2 separate regions of the Sus scrofa genome follow, and region 2 is linked to region 1. A link is a contact called in public Hi-C data. All regions are on one chromosome and are shown on one strand. Each heading gives the region's core, a stretch centred on a gene start, on an enhancer-like site or on the middle of the called end of the contact. The rest is flanking DNA. Distances are from core to core; before and after follow the strand shown.

Region 1 (5,668 bases), core at 2,206-4,705:
TCTCACATTATCATGTTCCATCATAAGTGACTAGACATAGTTCCCAGGGCTACACAGCAGGATCTCATTGCTAATCCCTTTCAAAGGCAACAGTCTACATCTATTAACCCATTCATTCATTTTAAATGTACAATTCGATAGCATCGCCATGGTCTAGTTTTAGAACACTTCCATCACCTCCAAACTATCCGTCATTACATCCCCAAATCACTAGCCCATTTGGATCTAGTCAATCCATGTTCTCACGTCCTGCACCACTAATGTACTTCCTGTATTTTATGAAATTCAGATGTTTAATATAAATGGAATCATGCTGAGAAGGAAGGCAACTAACATGTAACAAGTATGTCAGGTGAAGACAAATCTAACCTGTAAAAGAATTCTCCTCTCTTTTCTCCCAAAATTATAATGAATTCTATTTCTCACATTTAAATATTTGATCCATTAAAAATTTATCTAAAATTTCAACTTTTCATTTTTTTCAGAAGTGACTCAACAGTTTCAATTACATTTTAAATAGCCCATTGTTTTCCTGCTGGTTTGAGATGCTACTGGTATTGAGCAGTAAATACCTAAGAACTTTTGTTTTCAGTTTCACATTATATTCTATTTTGTTCCAGTAAAACTTCGCTTCATGAGCCATTACCGCATCTTTAAAATGATTTTCCCATCTGATAGTGCTAGCCTCTGCTGTTTATTCTTCTTTAAAAAAATTCTCACTAGTTTTGTTTGCCTATTTTTCCCAAAGAACTTTATGTTTACCTTTGATGGGAAAGACCTCTATAACTCCAAAATGCAGAAACTATTAAATTATTGATACATATGTCACCATGATAGTAAGATATTTGGAAGATAAACTAAAAGAAGCAAAAATCTATAAACACAGTCGAAAGACAAATGAGACACTCGGGAATAAACATTTGCAACTCATACATGATGGGTTAATCTCCCTAACGTATTAAAAGGTCCTAGAAATAAAAAGACCAACAGCTCAAGAGAAATGGGCAAAATATATGAACAATTCACAGAAAGGGGCAGCCACTGTTCGGTAGCCTCACACTCAGTCTTTCTCTGTTTTTCTTTCTTATCTGGAAGTTACCCTAACAGTGAGAATATTAAGCAAATTCAACACACTTTGGGGGAGTATTTTTTTCCCCAAAATTAAAACTGAGCTTAGAAGGATCATACTACAAAAGAGAAGGAAAAGGGGCCATTTCTGTCCTCAGGGAGCTTTCAGTCATTATTGAAACTTACATACAAAGACCACTAGAGAAACCTGCTAGTTATATAAGCTTTCAGTAGGGTCTCAAAATGGAGAATTAGGAAAAAGGAGTTATAGACTGATTTGGGGACTTTTATTAATCAAGACCTGGGCAGGGACTGATTAGACCTTATAAACTGGGTAAACTGATAAAACAGTCATTGGTCTTATCTTTGGAATGCATGCCTCCATGCAGAGTTACCAGTAAAGCAGTATTTTTATGATCTAATCTCAGAACATACTCATCTGAAGGAACTGCTATCTGAACAACTTGAGGTCTGATGGTTTTGTTGCACATCATTTTATCTGTTTTGCAAGTTATAGAACAAGATTACAAGTTGTGATTTTTTTCTGTTTTCATTTTTCATAGTGAATATGGCCCTTCAATATCCACCATAACTAATCCATTAGATATGTACTATAATATTCATTTTATAGATGGGGAAAATGATGCATTATGATTTTAAGTATTTTGTCTAAATTCCCACAGTTATTAAGTGGCAGACTGAGTTTCAAAATCATGTCTGTCTAACTGCAGAGCCTAGGCTTTCAGCATCTACTCCATATGCCTCTAAAGCAGGGATTCTTTATTTGATGTACATCATAAAATATGGGGAGGATTCACAACCCCTGCAGATTGTATGCTAAATTTTGGATATATGTATATTTAAGGGGAGAGGGGTGAGAATACATATACTCATATGATTCTCAATGGGTATGTAAACCAACAAAAGTTTAAATTTTTTTTTTTTTTTGGTCTTTTTAGGGCCACACCTGCAGCATATGGAGGTTCCCAAGCTAGCGGTCTAATCAGAGCTACAGCTGGGGCCTATGCCACAGCCACAGCAACATGGGATCTGAGCCGTGTCTGCAACCTACACCACAGCTCACAGCAACGCCAGCTCCTTAACCCACTGAGCGAGGCCAGGGATCTAACCCACAACCTCATGGTTCCTAGTCGGATTCATTTCCACTGCACCACGACGGGAACTCCAAGAGTTTCAATATCTTTGTCCTAGAGAAATTGTCTTCCTAAACCTAGGGCAGTTTAGCCCCACATTAGAATGGGGAGAGGACACCTACTTACTTTACAAGTAAAATGGGCAGAGTGACCACTTTCAGAGCCATTGCCCAGATTGAGTTCCTCATTTGTAGCTTTTCCAAAATTAAAATAAAGAGCTAAAAGGAAGCAGACAGTGAACTTGGAGTGAGAATCCATAAAAACAGGAGTCCATGGGTTCTATCTAGGCAGTGTAACTGCCTTGGGAAAGTCATGCAGTGCATCTGAAAGTCATCGAGTATCTCTGGCTCTCTAAATCAAGTCCATTTATCCCAGACAGATCCAAGAGGAAAGTGATTTGCAAAGGATAACTCTATTTGCTATGTGGTTCATGCAGATTTGAAACAAAAAATAGACTTTAAACTTCCTCTCAGGAAGATCTCATCTCAGAAGCTTGCCTTTTAACAATGAAAAAAAATTTTCAACTCATATCATAATAGGTAAATTTATTTTCCTAAGAACAGGAAAACTTAACTCATTTGTTCATGGTTTTTCAAGTACAAATAGTGAAAGACTTTGGAAATTAACAAAAGAAAAGACTACAGGCTCATGGAAGGGAAAAAAAAGGCCTCTTCAAGTTTTCCCTTATGATTTGTTGCAAATTAAGCTCTCCAAAATGTAGTGAATACAATTTCTTAAAGAGAAAGATTATAAGCTAACAGGAACAGGAAAATCTCCCTATAGACACAAGGATTTAGCAACAGATTCTGAAAAGAAAAGAAGACAAAACAACCAGGGAGCTCACAAGACAGAGCCAAACAAAATGAATTGTCTCGAGTTCGTGGAGCCTAACCATTCCTTCTGTTTTGAAAGCTTCACATCAGGCTTTTTTTTTTTTTTTGTATGCTTATCACTATTGCAGCCAACCTGCAGCTGTTATGCACATTTCAAAATAAATGTTAATTTATAATAATGTATTGTTTACCACAGAAGACAAGGGGGAAATTGAACTCTTTCCACCCATCTGGAGATGGTGAGCAGCTGGTTAAAATCAGGGATTTGACATATTTTATTTTCTAAGTATCTCACCACCTTAACACATCAGCCCAATCATAGCTGTTTCCCAAGAATGCATGATGGTGCCTATCATCTAACCATACCTATTATTCTTCAGCCATTTGGCTGGAGGTTTGTCCTCTCTCTTGGAAGCTTTATGAAACAAGTGTCTGAGAATTCATGAGAAGAGACTTTGTGCTATACTAGGGCAAAATTTCTTCAATAATCAGACTCTGAAATTAACCATAACCAGACTGCATGCATGCCCGGAGTCAAATTATTCATATTATAGGGGAAACACAACAGCAATTTCATGGCTGAAAAAGATTGCCTAGATCAGGCCTGTAGCAAAACCATTAAAACTTACAGGAAGCAAACAAACAAAAAGGCAAACACAAATGTCCTTTTATCCCTCTGGGTATTCAGCTGGTAAAATGTCACGTCCAGATTACCTGCTCCTGAGAAACATCGAAATGGATCTTTGTTAGGGCTCTCTCTCAGAGTCAAGAGAGGAACTTGTAATTTCAGAATGTGCTAATATGTATCAAATGAGAGCATTCTAAATTTTGCCATAGGAAAATTTCTTCAATCAGACACCTATGTTGCTTCAAGACTTTATCATATACAGTTAGGTCATTTATTTTACTGTCACACTCGTATACTTAATATTTCCCTTAGATCCACGGACCAAAAAGGAAAACAAAACAAAAAAAAAAAACAGTAAGTCTGGATATAAGAAGCAGGGGTCAGCATAGTTCCTCACCATCAAAATTATTGTATTATTAGTCCATAAATTCCAAGTGTTTAGCATTTCAGAGGCATTTCTTCATGGTCATTATGGGCTTCCAGATTTGTTTTATTTATTTGTTTATATATGGCCCACATAATTATAAGATACTAGAAGTAATTATGAATCACTGCCTCAGAGACCATGATCAACACAAATGTAGCCAGACATTTTATTTCTGAGGAGATTTATTAAACTATCATTCTAAGACTGGCATAACAACTTCCACCAAATGTGAAACAAAGTAAAAATGAAACCTCAGTGCATCATCCAGAGCTAAGGTCAAACCAAAAACAGACCAAACCTAACAAGTTCTGAAATTCAGCTTCAGCTATATCATGGTAATTGTGTAGTACCTTGACTTTCCAAGAGAAAGATAATAAATCCTCTATGGGGAAGATAACACCATCCAAGGCCTCCAGAATAATTCATAAGCAATGCCCAGCATTCAATCAAAAATTACTAAGCATGATAGGAATAGGAGCAAGTGATCAAAAACAGACAACAGAAAAAATTTCATGAGTGATATAGCCATTATAATAGACAAGGATGTTTTTAAAACTTTAATGAAGATAATTAAGAAAGTAGAACAGCAAATGCAGAATTTTATCAGAAAAATGAAATCTATTAAAAAGAATCAAATAAAATTATTTCAGAACTAAGCAAATAATTTACTGAAATTAAGAGCTCAGAAGAGGATTTAACAGCAGAATAGAGAACTAGTGAACTGGAAGATAAGTAGATAGATGCACAGAGAGAAAGATGGAAAATTCAGGAAAGAGTATTAAAAAATATACAGGACACAGTGAAAATTTCTAATGTACATGTAATTAGAGAACTAGAAAGATAGAAGATAATGAGACAGTGTTTGAATAGATACCAGCTAAGAAATTTGCAAAACAGACAGGAGACATCAAGCCATAGATTCAAGAAACTCTGTAAAAGCAAAGCAAGATGAATTCAAAGACAGCTAAACCTAGGAATTTATAGCAAAATTCTTAAGCCAGGGACAACGAGAAAATGTCAAAAAGCAGCCCGATTATGCATTTCTATCAATAGCCTACAGATACCATCAAACTACAGGAAGTATCTTTAATAAAGTGAGGAAGAAGCCTAGAGTATCCTTTTTTTCAAATATTCAATAATTCAAAACATTCCTTCAGACCCATTACAACCTTCCAGTTTTTTGGTTTTTGTTTTTTCACATTTGGGATATGATTAGAGTATCAGAGAGTCTAGATTCAGAATAAATAATAAATACAAATACAAACAGATGTTTTTACCAGTCAATACAGTCAAATAAGTCAAAAAATAATTATAAAAATTTGAAAGATTGAGATTTACTCTCCTTTTTTAAAGATAATTGATTATATATATGTGTGTGCATATATTAAAAAATATACTGGCAAAACAGAACCAATTCTAGTGAATAAGAGTAATACATAAAACTTGATAGCCTTTCTAAACATCATTAATCAAATAGCAGCAAAATGTTTGTGGAACCTGACAAGCTGACCCTAAAATTGATATGAAACAGCAAAGGCCAAAATATAAATTTACAGTA
Region 2 (5,668 bases), core at 1,084-3,583, 180 kb after region 1:
ACTTTTAATGAAAAAAGGAAAAGATCCTTTGTTTCCAACATGAGTAAGAGTGTCATTCAACAGCTGGACTCTACAGGGCTTTTTAATAAATCTCAACACAGTTTACTAAGCTGGTGACAAATACGATCTTGGGCCCAGTTTTGACCGAAGCACACCCTATGTGATTAAGGAGACAAAATCGTCCCTGGTCCATCTGGAGATGGGACCCCAATAGGAAAAAATTTCTGAAATTAGACAGATGGAGTTCGAATCTCAAAATAACAACTTAATCATAGTATTGCTTTGAGGAGCTTATTCACCCTCTGTGAGCCTCTGTTTTTTTAGGGGTTTTTTGTTTCCATAAGATGGAGCTAGCTTCACCTTCCTGCTAAGGTTGCTGTGAAAATTAAAATGCATCATGCATGTAAAGTATCTGAGACATAGAAGAGGCTCAGTAGCTGCTATATATATGTGTGTGTGTGTGTGTGTGTGTGTGTGTGTGTGTGTAGTCTTTTTAGGGCCATGCCCACAGCATATGGAGGTTCCCAGGCTAGGGATTGAATCAGAGCTGTAGCTGCCAGCCTACACCACAGCCACAGCAACAAGGGATCCAAGCCTTGATCTGCGATCTACACCAGAGCTCGCGGCAATGTCAGATCCTTAACCCACTGAGCGAGGCCAGGAATCATACCCAAGTCCTCATGGATGCTAGTTGGGTTTGTTAACCACTGAGCCACGATGGGAACTCCAGTAGCTGCTATATTTTTATTGGAATATAATGTAGAGATGCAACGGAACCAAGTTTTTAAATTACTTTGGGTTGTGTTCAGGGGGTGCAAATGATGTCGAGTGGTCCTACCCATGACAAGCCTGGGGCGTCGTCTGCACACTCTGTCAGTCAGTCAGCGTTGCATCTTTGTCTGAACTACCCCCTGGGGAGGCTAAGGTCTTTGCTAAAGAGCTGTTTGCCAGTCAGTTACTATCCACTCATTTCCAACAACGTGACCCAACAGCAGTCATGTTTGTCCACATGGCCCATCCCAAATCACTGGAGCCTGGAAAGGAAGGAGAAAAGATTTATCCATAGACTCCTAAAGACAATGGCTCCGTTCAGTAAGGTGAAATCCACTAAACCAGGTTTCATCATGCATCTAAACTCCAAGTGAGGGGTTCCCATCATGGTGCAGCAGAAATGAATCCAACTAGGAACACTGAGGTTGCAGGTTAGATCCCTGGCCTTGCTTGGTGAGCTAAAGATCCAGCATTGCTGTGAGCCATGGTGAAGGTTGCGGACTTGGCTCAGATCCCAAGTTGCTGTGGCTGTGGCATGGCCCAACAGCGACAACTCTGATTTGACCCCTAGCCTGGGAACCTCCATATGCCGTGGGTGCGGCCCTAAAAAGACCAAAAAAAAAAAAAAAAAAAAAGGTAAACTCCAACTGGAGACTTTCACTCCCAGTAAAACTGACTTACTCCTGGGAGTTCCCTGGTGGTCTAGTGGTTAAGGTTCAGTGCTTTCACCACTGCAGCCTGGGTTCAATCCCTCCTCTGGGAACTGAGATCCCACATCAAGCTACCGCACATGTGGCAAAACAACAACCACCACCATAACTAACCTCCTCCCAACATGAAAACTCTGCAGCCCAAAGTCAGAGCTCCCAGCCTCAAAGTCCTAAAGCCCTTGTGTTGAATACTATCTCTAACTGCTTAGTCAGTTAAGTCTCAGATATTCACTGTAGCTGAGACAGTTTCCTCCGTTGCAAAATGGGACTTAAGTACCCAACTCATATTGTCCAGAAGATTAAATGAGACAAAACATAGGCATTCTCTGGGACATGGTAGAGGCCCAACAAATGGTAATACTACCTCCTCTTCCCCGTCACGCTGTAATTGATGGGCTTCCCTCCTGCTAAGAAAGGCTCATTCAACCTCTTCCTGGTTCTTTCTCCTACTCCCCAGCCCATTCCCACCCTCTGATGTCTTCTCCTTCCCAAACCAACAAGTCCCAGGATCTAAGCCTCCAAGTATCAGTCAGCACCAACTCAGCCCATGGCATATGGCCCCGCGCAATCTCCCCATGACCTCATCCAGTTGGATTGCTATTTTTATAGGCTGGTATTAAGAAGCATAAGTCAGGAATGTTATATACACTGTCACGCTGGGTATTCTCAGGCCTGCAACGCAGAGGGAGCGTTCCTAGAATTTTATGGTACCACACAGGGGCCTCTACCCTCCACTTGCGACCCCATGCTCCCTGGGGCCCAGAGGAAAGCAGTGCAGGGCTCCTCGCCCCATGCTGCCCTCTCTCCTCCATGCTGGCCAACCAAAAATTCCCTGCCCTGCACAGTCAAGCAACAGCATAGCTCTGAGACAGAGAGAGAGAGGAGGTTGCCAGAGGAAATCGGAGCAGTGCAAGGGTCCCTCACATTCTACCACAGAAGAGTTTGTGGGTTGAATCCATAAACTAAGAAGCGGAGTTGCCTGTCCTGACAGGCAACCCTGTTCCTCTACACGCAGGAACTCTGAGCATCCCATGAAGAGGGACTGGGAACACCAGTCTTCCTATCCTCCAACTTCCCACTGAGGGAAAAAGCAATGATTTCACAGCTGTTGGACATGTAACTGAATGGTCAAGATGGCCATAAATCATCTGTGTAAATTATGACTATAAGCCATGGTTTTATTGTTTCGTAATTCCCAAAAGCAGAAGAGAAAAGCAAAGGAAAGATGTAAGCACTAACATGGGAGAGGATGGACAGCACCACTGGCCCTTCATCATTCTCCCTCCCCTATACAAACACACACACACACACACACACACACACACACACACACGGAATCGCACTGCTTTCTTTTGCTTATTACATCAACTTCTGACTCTCAGTCACTCAGTAATTTGCTGTCATCCGCTGTGGTTTTCTTCGTGGTAACGGCAATTCCTTGAGAACAAAATCAGCGTGAAAGTCTCTCTTCTTCCTCCCCAGCAACCACCCGGCTTTGCCTCTCGCATGCCCCATCTTGCCACCTCTCCTGCTCTGCTCCTTTTCGTCTCTCTCCCCTCACCTCTCACCTGGTTAGGAACTGTCCTGGAAGAGAAGGGACAGTCACCAGTGTCTGAACTTGAGGAGCAAGCCCTATGCCCTCCCACACAATGAATGGAAGCAAGGCCAAGGTGGCAGACATGCTCACCATCCCTCAAACGCTGGCGTGATGCCAGGTGTATGTGAGGAACCGGCTTAGATGGAACACACGGATCCGTCTCAGCTCTTTGCCCTTTCCCTTACCCATGTGGCAGAACAACTTCAAAAAAAAATGAAAGGGAGTTCCCTTTGTGGCTCAGTGGTTAACAAACCCAACTAGTATCCGTGAGGTTGCGGGTTCTATCCCTGGCCTCACTCAGTGGGTTAAGGATCCGGCATTGCCATGAGCTGTGGTATAGGTCACAGACGTGGCTCAGATCCCACATTGCTGTGGCTGTGGTGTAGGCTGGCAGCTATAGCTCCTATTAGACTCCTAGCCTGGGAACTTCCATATGCTGTGGGTGTGGCCCTAAAAAAAAAAAAAAAAGACTTGATCCCAGTCTGAGGTTCCAAGAACTCAGAGCACCTCAAAAAAAAAAAAAAAAAAAGAACATTCACAACCACATTCAACTTTTGAAAAATGCGAATCAAACCCATCCATTGACCCATAAGAGGACTACAGAGGCTGACTACACCGTCCTATTTCTCTGCTGTGCTCCACATGGTGTTCACTTAATCTGGGTAACAGGCAAGCTCACACAGATCGGAGCCCTAGAGAGGACCAATGTATCTCTTATTAAAATAAAAAAATGAGGAAAGGAATGACAACTTAGCAAAACAGTATGTTCGTGGAAAAAGTCTCTCTAAACACAGACTAGATGGCAAAGAATCATAAATAAAATGGTTCTTAATAGAGAAATAACCAGGAGTCTCTGAAGTCAACTCAAAAGAAAGACCCCCCTACCCCCCTGCCAGGAGCTATGTTGGTCAAGGCTGCAATAAAGGTAACCCTAAAGTGACAGATAATAGCTGCCATTAGTCTGAAACTCCTCCATGGCCTCCCAGGAAAATACACAGCAGGGATATCTTCATGATTCACTATCTCAAACCCTGAGAAATAGGTGAGTGACCATTTCCAGACCCCCATAGGTCAAGGATGGACACTAAAGACTTGCTCATATTGGACGAATCATCTCTAACAGACTCCAAAATGAACAATACCGAGAAGTCCACAGTCTGGATTAGCATATAGCTTCAGACTTCTGAAAAAGGACTACTCTCCAGAACAACACTTGGGGTATGGAAAAGCTATTCATCAGCTAACCCATGAAACTGCCATCTTCTAAACTCTCCCGAAATCTTGTCTCCTCCAGAACCCCAGATTAGAGCTGATGAATGGCAAGCAATTCTGTACTTATCACACCCCACACATCAAATGGAGCCCTACAGAAAAAATACGTTCATATCAATAATAATAGCTTATAGTTAGCAATTATTTCATACTCACTCCTGATGTGCCAGGGCTCCCAACTGTTTTAGGGAGCTGTAAGAAGTCTATCAGACATGCTCCTCAAAAAAGGACACGATTGACTATGTCCCTACTTCAAGGATGTCCAAGCATAAGGCCACCATTGCCTGGCCAGCTGCTTTCAATATAATCCCTTCCGCACCCACTAAGCACAGATGAGTCACTCTTGCCCGGAACTACTGCTTCTTGCACCATCACCCGGTGGGGACCATCAGGCCCTGCCAGCCATCACTGCCACTCCCACAGGGTAGAGTCATCTCCATTGAATTGGACCCTTCCACCTGGTGAGCAAATTAAAAGAAAATATCCTTTCTTCTTTTTGTGCTAAATGCTGCTGGAGGCATATCAGAGCAACACAGATTGCTGAGGAGTTTTTTAGTGAAAACAGCTATTTCCGTCTTTACACAGAGCACGTCGCCCTGGGGAGACCCAGACAAGGGTCCTTGGGGGTACCAGACCACAGAAAATTCTAAAGACTGCCATGGGGTCCCATACAATGTATTGGCTTCCTTTCAACAGCTGAAGCTTCAAAATGATGCCGAAGCCCATTTCTCTGTTGCCTTGTAGCCTTAGAAAGAACTCTCTTCTGGGAAGCTCCTTAGTCCCTCATTATATCGTCCCCAGGAGGACCCTCAGATGGGCTCAGACACTCTCATCTGCCATTACCACATTTCCATGAAGGAAGGACACATTATCATCCAAAAAAGTAAATCAAGATCCTGCCCTTACTAGGAAAGGTGTGTGAGTGTGTGTGAGTGTGTGAGTGTGTGTATGTGTGTGTGTGTGTATTCTCTCCCTTCCTACAGCCTGAAGTATTGGGGGAAGAAGGGTGAGAGGCCATGGCAAGGGTTTTTGGAATCTTGGTGTGTGCAGGAGATTTGCATTTTGGCAGAAAGACATGCATCAGAGGAAGTGTGTCATCAGAAATGGAAGGGTTGGGAGAGGTTTGGATTAATTAACCTCATTTGGATTACTGACCAACCACTTATTCTGCTCATTTTGTCACAAACCAAAGAAAAAAATCATCACGTGCTGCAGAAACCTTTGTGCTGACAATCGTCTGAGAATCACTGCACTATATTCGTCCTCTTTCTTAGGTAACTCTGGAAACTGGATCCCACTTTTTTTTTGTCCCACTTAC

What was found. A called contact is a pair of places that touch in the nucleus more often than the background predicts.
Region 2: a contact with region 1 is called in a Hi-C map of fetal skeletal muscle, with 2.9 times the contacts expected there. The contact joins two enhancer-like sites. A contact is called at or near these places in 2 of 47 Hi-C or Micro-C datasets (embryonic fibroblasts and fetal skeletal muscle).

Annotation. Positions count from the first base shown.
Region 1 is chr7:85,503,791-85,509,458 of Sscrofa11.1, forward strand. No RefSeq gene overlaps it. Among named protein-coding and RNA genes, the nearest start is that of RGMA, 410 kb to the right of the region's middle. Within about 2 kb of position 3,456, at least 1 of the 83 cell types and tissues checked has an H3K27ac peak or open chromatin away from gene starts, as enhancers often do. A contact at or near this core is called in fetal skeletal muscle, where this site is marked.
Region 2 is chr7:85,684,343-85,690,010 of Sscrofa11.1, forward strand. No RefSeq gene overlaps it. Among named protein-coding and RNA genes, the nearest start is that of RGMA, 230 kb to the right of the region's middle. Within about 2 kb of position 2,334, at least 5 of the 83 cell types and tissues checked have an H3K27ac peak or open chromatin away from gene starts, as enhancers often do. A contact at or near this core is called in fetal skeletal muscle, where this site is marked.